2 separate regions of the Macaca mulatta genome follow, and region 2 is linked to region 1. Evidence: chromatin contacts called from public Hi-C data. All regions are on one chromosome and are shown on one strand. The core of a region is the stretch at or near the end of the contact, and the rest is flanking DNA. Distances in the headings are between cores, read along the strand shown. Region 1 holds the start of RIPK3 (receptor interacting serine/threonine kinase 3). Region 2 holds the start of SDR39U1 (short chain dehydrogenase/reductase family 39U member 1).

Region 1 (3,941 bases), core at 1,434-3,933:
GTTGGTTTCCTGTGGTTCTCCTAAAGCCATCCATTTCTGTCCCTCCTTGGCCTGACTCGGGGGTAGAAAATCTCGGATTGCTGCTCCTGAGCTCAGATAGGAAATTCTTTACCTGCAGGGATGGGAGGAGTTTGCTGGGTATGACTTGGATGAGCCAGAGTAAACCCAAGGGAGTAGTCTCTTGGAACTCAGGGGTGGGCTGGGGAGGGTGAGGACAAAGGTCAAGGCATAAAAAAGCTGTGGTTAATGGTGAGTCATTGGATGGCCAGGTAGCCATGTTGTGCCATCCCTGACCAGCTCCTGGAGAGGGGTGATGTTGGCGCTCACTGTGGAGACAGCAGCATTTATATTGTTCTCCACCATCTGGAAGGCTTCATCAGTTTTTGGTAGGCATTCTAGAGGGACAGCAGAGTGGGTTGCAGGTGAGCAAATCTTCTTTTCCTGAGGAAAGCCCCATGCTGACAGACCCAAGCTTACCCCAGATCCAGCTAATTGGCCAGCTCACCCTGGAAGGAGGGTCTGTCCTTGGGCTCACTGCTCCAGCAGAGCTGCATTAGCTCCTTCAGTCCTTCTAAGCCGGGAGTCTCAGGCCCAGCTTGGGGCAGCTCAGTCAATGAGGGCCGGGTCTGCCTCCTGCACACTGCTCCACACACCAGTGATGCTTCTGTTGGCACTGGAGTAGGGGAGGAGGGTGAGAAGAGAAGGCATTCAGGGTAAAAGGGAATATCTGCTCCATCATGGAAAGAGGCAGGGAGTGTAATGTGGGAGCACAAGGATGGAGGAGGGCAGTCTTAGTAGGTGAGCAGGAAGGGGAAGCTTTGGGGCTTTCAAGAGAAGGGCACCTGGGGTTAAGGATCCCAGAATCCGCCTAGAGTCTTACACTCAGCTTCTCTTCCAGCAAGCACTGCCCACATTAGGATCCCGAAGCTGCAGGAGACACAAAGCTGAGGACCAGTCCAATCACTGGCAAGACTCCTTTCCTATACATCACCCCCTGGGAGGGCCCAGAGAAGTGTAGGAATCCCGGCTGTGTGTTTGGGCTGGGATCCTTACCTGTAGACATCACTGGCTGTGGAGGCCTTCCGGTTTACATTAACAAACAGTTCTGGGGCCAAGTAGCCCAGGGTGCCCCCTGGCTCCCTGGATGCTGTCCCTGACTGTGAGCCTCCCTGAAATGTGGACAGGCCAAAATCTGCCAGCTGCAAAGGAAGGAAAGAAGTGGGAGGTAGGGAAGACAAGGGGGCCAGGCAGCCTCCAGAAACCCCCTTGCCCCCAGAAGGTTCAGGTTCAGCTTTGTAAAGGGAGTGTGGAGGTCAAGGGAAGAGGCTCCCTTGGATAGTAGATCTAGGTGCCTGTGGTAGGGCTGGGTCAAGGTGTGAGTCTCCAGGGCTGGGTCAGCCATGACTCTTTGGAGGGGTTGGTGGGGCAGCTGGTGGAAATGACTCGTGTGGGTCGGGGCCTCTATCACCTGGTATGGCAGGAGCTAAAACTCCTGGCTGGGCTTTGTGCCCTGGCAGCCCTGTGTCCAGAGGGAGAGGCTACGCCTATTCAATAGACAGGGCTCTGGAGGTCTGGTGTCCAGTGGGCCTGGCTGGAGCTGCTCTGGGGTGGGACCTTGTCCTGAGGCTGAGAGGGGTGTAGAGCAGCTGACCTTGACGTGCAGCTCTGGGTCCAGCAGGACATTGGATGGCTTGAGGTCCCGGTGCAGGAGCACCGGGTTCTGGTTGTGCAGGTAAAACATCCCAAGCACCACTTCTTTCAGCAGGCGGCAAAGCAGCGGCCAGGGCCTAGGGCACTCGGGCTGCAGCAGCCGGGACAGGGAGCCGTTCTCCATGAATTTAGTCACCAGAGCCGGCTTGGGCACGTGGTCCCAGTTCACCTTCTCGATGACCCCTTCTAGGCGCAGCACGAATTCGTTATCCAGACTTGCCATGGCCTTGACTTCCCTGGATATCGCCTTCCTACACTCCAGGAGAGAGCTGGAGTCACCCGGGGTCGTGGGAAAAATCCCTCCATTCCCCATTCAGGCCCCAGAGCACAGTGGCTCCACCTTTTTGGCCAGATTGCGGCCGGGGGGGCAACAGGGGTCACTCACGAGTTTACAATCTTGACCGCCACATCGTAGCCCCACTTCCTATATCGCGCCCGGAACACTGTGCCGAACCCGCCTCTGCCGACGAACTCCTGGTTTTCCAGTTCCTCGATGGACACCAAGGAGGCGGAGGCACCACTGGGCCTGAGACAGGGGTGTCGCCCACTAGCCGGCAGTGCCCTACGCCAGCGCTGCTCCCCGCGCCCCTGTGACTCGGCGCTCTTACTGCAATCCCCGGCCTCTCTCGCCGGCCCCCACCGTCTCCAGACTCAAAGGCGTTCTCTGAGCGAGTCCGTGGGGCGCTCTGGGTGTGAATGTCGGAGGCTGCGATCGACATGCCACTCCCTACTCACCATAACTTGACGCACGACATCAGGCTGGAAGGTGCGAGGGGGCCTCTGGAGATTGCGAGCAGTAGGAGATGGAATGACTTCTGGGGCTGCGGTCTTTGGCAGAGAGGGGAAGGGATCTGTCTCTGCAGGGATCAGTCTCTAGACCAGGACGGTGACTCCACTTTCCGGGTTGCTACCCGTATTCTGAGTTGACTGAACAACTTCCCTTACAGGCGCCTCTACAGTCCCGCCCCTGGGGTGGGGCAGGGGGCAAAGTGAAAGCTAGTGTCTTTCTCCCTGACTAGCGTTTCCTGAGTGCCTGCCGCATGCAGCGGCCAGGTTAGGTGTGGCAATGGGTCCTCACCTTCCAGGAACCCACAATCAACCCACTCCTACAGTCAAAGCCTTCTCTTTTCCCACAGGATTTCCTGCTCCACCACCTGCCAGGCCATGAGTGGAGATGGTGCTTAGGCAGGTTTTATGGTTTTGGGGCTCAGCTCTCTCATAGCTGCCCTAAGATCATAGCCAATGCATATATAAAACTTATCATGCACCAGGTACATAGATTAGCTTATTTAATTCTCACACGAACCCTAAGGGGATAGGTACTGCTTTTATTACCTTTCTATAGATGAGGAAACTGAGACACTGAGAGTTTAAGTACCTTGCCTAAGCCCATATGGAAATAATGGCTCTGAACCATCAAGTTATCCTGTTTTCACATCATAGGTTTCAGGGCTGTTTTCACATAGGTTTCACCTGTTTTCACACAGGTTGCAGGACCACTCAGCTGGTCCTGCAGGAGGCTGGGAAAGTTGTGAAGCATCCAACGATGTAGTGAAGGATCCCTATTTGTATTCCTTGGGACTTATATGTTCATAGGGACTTACATGCCCTATGAACAGGAGCTCCTTGAGCTGGCAGACCCCAAACCCACTCCAAGGGCATTGTGGTAAGGCTAGATATACCAGCCCATCCAGCAAGTTGGTGACATTGTGGTGTACACTGCAGTGGAAACAATTCAGAGCTTTCCTGCCCTCTCCTTTGCATGACAACTCTTGCATGCAAATACCCTAATTAATGTTCCTGACAAGCACATGCTCTGGACACAGGCTTTTGATAACCCAGAAGCATGGAGAGTCTTAAAGATTTAGGGCAGAAAAAAGGTGTCCATATTTTACCTTTTGGAGGTCTGACCATGACTGGAGGTTGTGGGAACCCGATAGGGCCAGCCCTAGGCACTCAGTCCTTCACAGGGATACTCAACCCTGTGGGTTGTGTGTTGGCTTTCACTAAAAGGTGCTCACCTTGGTACTTGCTTTCCATTTTGTCCAGTGGTCCATGGGCTCTTCTGGTTGAGGCAGAAGTGATCAGCAGTTTTTTCTAGAACAACTCCTGGAGAGCTACACCATGGCTTCTGGTAGGGTCAGCTCATGCTATTTTGGAGCTATTTAGGGAATTGTTCAACTGTAGTCTCTTTAAAAGCCAATACATGGCAGATACCCAATAAATATTTG
Region 2 (3,754 bases), core at 402-2,901, 110 kb after region 1:
TAGAGGCTGCTAGAGTGTAGTGGTTAAGAACAGGAACTTGGGTACCAGGCTGCCTGAGTTTTAATCAGCTCCCTCATTTTTAACTCTGTGACTTGATGCAAGTTACTTAACCTCTCTGTATAGAATTTTCACATCTTTAAAATGGGAATAATAGTACCTACCTCATAGGGTTGTTGTAAGGAATAAATGATAATAAGCATAAAACACTTCAAATAGTGGCTGGTGTGTGCATTATAATTGTTTGCAATTACTTGGTCCCAGAGGTGACCATGAACTCTGTTCCTAAAGAACTATGGTGTGAGAAGTAAGGGACTTTGGAATAGGTGGACTTTTCCCTGGCACTAAGAGTGATGCCACTCCTCACTCTTTTTCAGGGTCTCAGTTTCTTAGTGAAAGTACACAAAGGTTAGGAGAAACATGCATGGATCAAGGGCCTAGGAAGTCATTTTACCTGGAAAAAACCAGTGCTCGGGTGTGTGCACAGCTACAGAGGTCTGAGTTACCCCCTTCCCATGGCTAATATGAGGGGCTGGTGATTTAGGGGGCATACCTACACCTGTGACTAAGACCCAGGCCTTGGGGGGTTGTGGGGCTTTGGTGATGGCTTTAGCCAGCAATTGGGTGGTCTCTAGGCGGCTGCGGAGAACCTCTTTTTGGAAGGTTTCATTCCATCTGCAGGAGAAACATGGGAAATAAAAAGCCACTAAATACATAGGTGCACATATCCCTCTCTCTATCTTTTCCTGGGAACTATTTCATACCCATTTCTAGTAAAGCCCTTAATTTTGGCTTAACAGAAACAGTCAACGTCTCCTGTAGAGGGAAAGGGCATACATTTTTTGGGCATCCTGAGTTATACCTGAGGACTTAAGCCAATTGGCTGACTGGGTGGAGAAGTGGAGCAGAATGAGTAGTCTGGGATATCGGTTTAGTTCAGAATCTAGGAGTTCCATTACCCTTAGCTCACAGGTTCTCATCAGTGGTACACTCTCCTCCCTGTGCTCTAGTGGGTATCAGCTTTAGGGCCCAGGCTGACCTTCGGAGAGGGTTGAGGATGTTCTCTCCGGCCAGGTTGACGGCGGCATCGCAGCTCGGCAGCCCAGACGCAGCCAGCTCATCCTGTTGGAGAAAGCACACAGTGCCCCTGCCCCGCCCTGCACCGCCCAACTCTGCCCTCCCACCCGCTTCCAGAGGATGGACTTACCCACGTGATCCGGCCGGGCCCGGGCTGTCGGGAGACCAACGTCACTTCGTGGCCTCTGGCATTCAGCAGCTGGCTTAGGGCTGTCCCAATGAAGCCAGTCCCGCCACCTGATCGGAAAATACAAATTGCTTATATTTCCGGGGAGTCGGGGTGGGGGCGCCTTTCGTCCCCGCTGTGGCCCCCCTCTTCCGGCGCCAGCCCATCTGACACCAGACTGCTCCCCACTTCTTCCCCTCCCCGCGATGCAGAGGTGACACAGGTCACAGGGATTAGGGAGATTCGGCTTCTCGGGCTAGGCGGCCAAGGCCAGGTTACCAGTGCACTAGACAGTGCCCTCCCGGAAGCGGATTCCCAGCCCTCAATCTCCGACTAAGCCCGCCCGGCACTCTCCCTTTCTGCAGTCCCTCACCCACAAGCACACGCATAGCGACTAGGACCTAACGCGCCTGCGTAACTTTAGAGTTTACCTCACTTCAAACGCGACCAGGACCTCTCTGCGCATGTCCCTTTCGGGAAGCGGGTTCCAATCGAGGTCGCAATCCTGTGCGTGGCCCTTCTCGGCGACCCGGAAAAGCTTGTAAATATAGGCTGTGTGTTTCTCTAGCAAGCGAGGTGGGAGGGATTAGACCGATGGACCCAGAAAAGGCGGAGGAGGGAAGGTTTTAGTGTAGAAAACCAGCCAAACCAAACTCAACCAACAAAACCCTTCACTTAAAACCCGAAGCTACCCAGACCTCAGAATTCTGGATATCTATTAAGTTGGCGGGTCAGTAATGCAAGAGAACCCTTCCACCGGTAGTCTGGATTTCTTTCCACTCGGCCAGTTTTTTCTTCTCTCTCTTTCCGCTGGCTCCTTTCTATCTGCATTTAAACATTCCAAAGGTCCCCTCATATTAAAATAACACTTTACGCCGGGGATGTATGCCTTGAATTCAGTTACCAGGCTTTAACAGAAGACATCCCAAATCTCCTATGCAACTCGGATCTCTCATCTGAGCTCCTAACCCCTATAAAAACTTTTCACTACAAATCTCTTCTTGGACATCCGAAACCCTATTGATTTTAAATACTGAATCTCTCTCAGGTTTATCTAAGAGGAGTCTTTGAAAAGTTCATGGAAAATGTGTATTATGCTAAAAACTACATAGGTTTCCAAATTTTTTTACACCAAAATAAACTTGTATTGACTTGTTATATAACATGTCTGAACAGGATCTGAGGCACTAAGAAGGCTAAGACAGTTTGAAAAGAGCCCCTATTAAAGCAATCTGAATTCTGTGAAAATTGAAGCAAGAACAAACACGGAATTTGTGGTGAAGAACGATGAAATTGATGCTTTATGAAAAATTTATGAGGACAATGCCCCAAATAAATCAGCAGTCTACAAATGCATAACTCATTTTAAGAAACGAGGAGACGTCCAAGCATGGTGGCTCATGCCTGTAATCCCAGTACTTTGGGAGGATTATGCACGAGGCTCTCTCAAGTCCAGGAGTTTGAGACCAGCCTGGGTAACATGGCAAGACCTCATCTGTACTAAAAATTTAAAAATTAGCCAGGTGTGGTGGTGCACACCTGTAGTCCCAGTGTCTTGGGAGGCTGAGGCAGGAGGATTGCTTAAGCCCAGTAGTTCAAAGTTGCAGTGAGCTATGATTGAGCCACTGTGGTCCAGCCTGGGCAACAGAGTGAGACCCCATCTCAACAAAATGGGGAGGAGATGATGTTGAAGATATAGATAGTGGCAGAGTATCCACATCACTTTGTGAGGAAAAAAATTCATCTTGTTTGTGCCCTAATTGAAGAGAACAGCAGAAACAATAGCCAACACAAGAAACATCTCAATTGGTTCAGTTTACACAATTCTGCCTGAAAAATTACAGTGGAGCAAACTTTCCACTTGATGGGTGACAAAACTGTTGTACTCAGATCTGCTACAGATAAGAGCAGAGCTTTCAGTGGAAAGTTTAAACAAGTGGGGTCAAGATCCTTGATATGACTTTGTGATCTCACCCAAATCTCATCTTTAATTGTAATCCCCAGCTATTGAGGGAAAGACCTGGTGGGAGGTGATTGGATCACCGGGGCAGTTTCCCCCATGCTGTCTTCATGATAGTGAGGGTGTTCCCATGAGATCTGATGGTTTTATAAGCAGCAGTCTCCTCTGGGCTTTTCACTCACTCTTTCCTACCACCATGTGAAGAAGGGCTTTGCTTCCCCTTTGCCTTCCACCATGATTTTAAGTTTCCTGAGGCCTCCTGAGACATGCAGAACCGTGACTCAATTAAACCTATTTTGTTTATAAATTACTCAGTCCCCAGCAGTTCTTTATAGCAGTGTGAAAACAGACTAATACAATCCTGAAGCATTTCATCAAAGAATTGTAACAGGAGATGAAACATGGCTTCACCAGTATGATCCTGAAGAAAAAGCACAAGCAAAGCAATGGCTATCAAGAGGAGGAAGTCAAAGCAAAGCAGACCCGTCAAGAGCAAAGGTAGTGGCAACAGTTTTTTTGGGATACTCAAGGTATTTTTCTTGTTGACTTTGTGG

Evidence for each region. Hi-C and Micro-C count contacts between places; a contact is called where the count stands out from the background.
Region 2: a contact with region 1 is called in a Hi-C map of CD4 T cells, with 4 times the contacts expected there. The contact joins the promoter of SDR39U1 here to the promoter of RIPK3 in region 1. A contact is called at or near these places in 4 of 14 Hi-C or Micro-C datasets (CD4 T cells, blood, fetal cortex germinal zone and 1 more).

Annotation. Positions count from the first base shown.
Region 1 is chr7:97,456,472-97,460,412 of T2T-MMU8v2.0, forward strand. It overlaps RIPK3 (receptor interacting serine/threonine kinase 3), which reads right to left and starts at 2,684. Exons shown (of 10, transcript XM_001114079.5): 1 at 2,446-2,684; 2 at 2,096-2,236; 3 at 1,652-1,961; 4 at 1,054-1,199; 5 at 881-927; 6 at 506-673; 7 at 328-395; 8 at 1-112. The coding sequence starts at 2,465.
Region 2 is chr7:97,563,597-97,567,350 of T2T-MMU8v2.0, forward strand. It overlaps SDR39U1 (short chain dehydrogenase/reductase family 39U member 1), which reads right to left and starts at 1,652. Exons shown (of 5, transcript XM_077940801.1): 1 at 1,614-1,652; 2 at 1,205-1,311; 3 at 1,037-1,119. The coding sequence starts at 1,118. It overlaps LOC144330198 (a long non-coding RNA gene), which reads left to right and starts at 1,812. Exons shown (of 3, transcript XR_013396156.1): 1 at 1,812-1,999; 2 at 2,417-3,698. KHNYN (KH and NYN domain containing) reads left to right here. Exons shown (of 8, transcript XM_028851462.2): 8 at 1-213.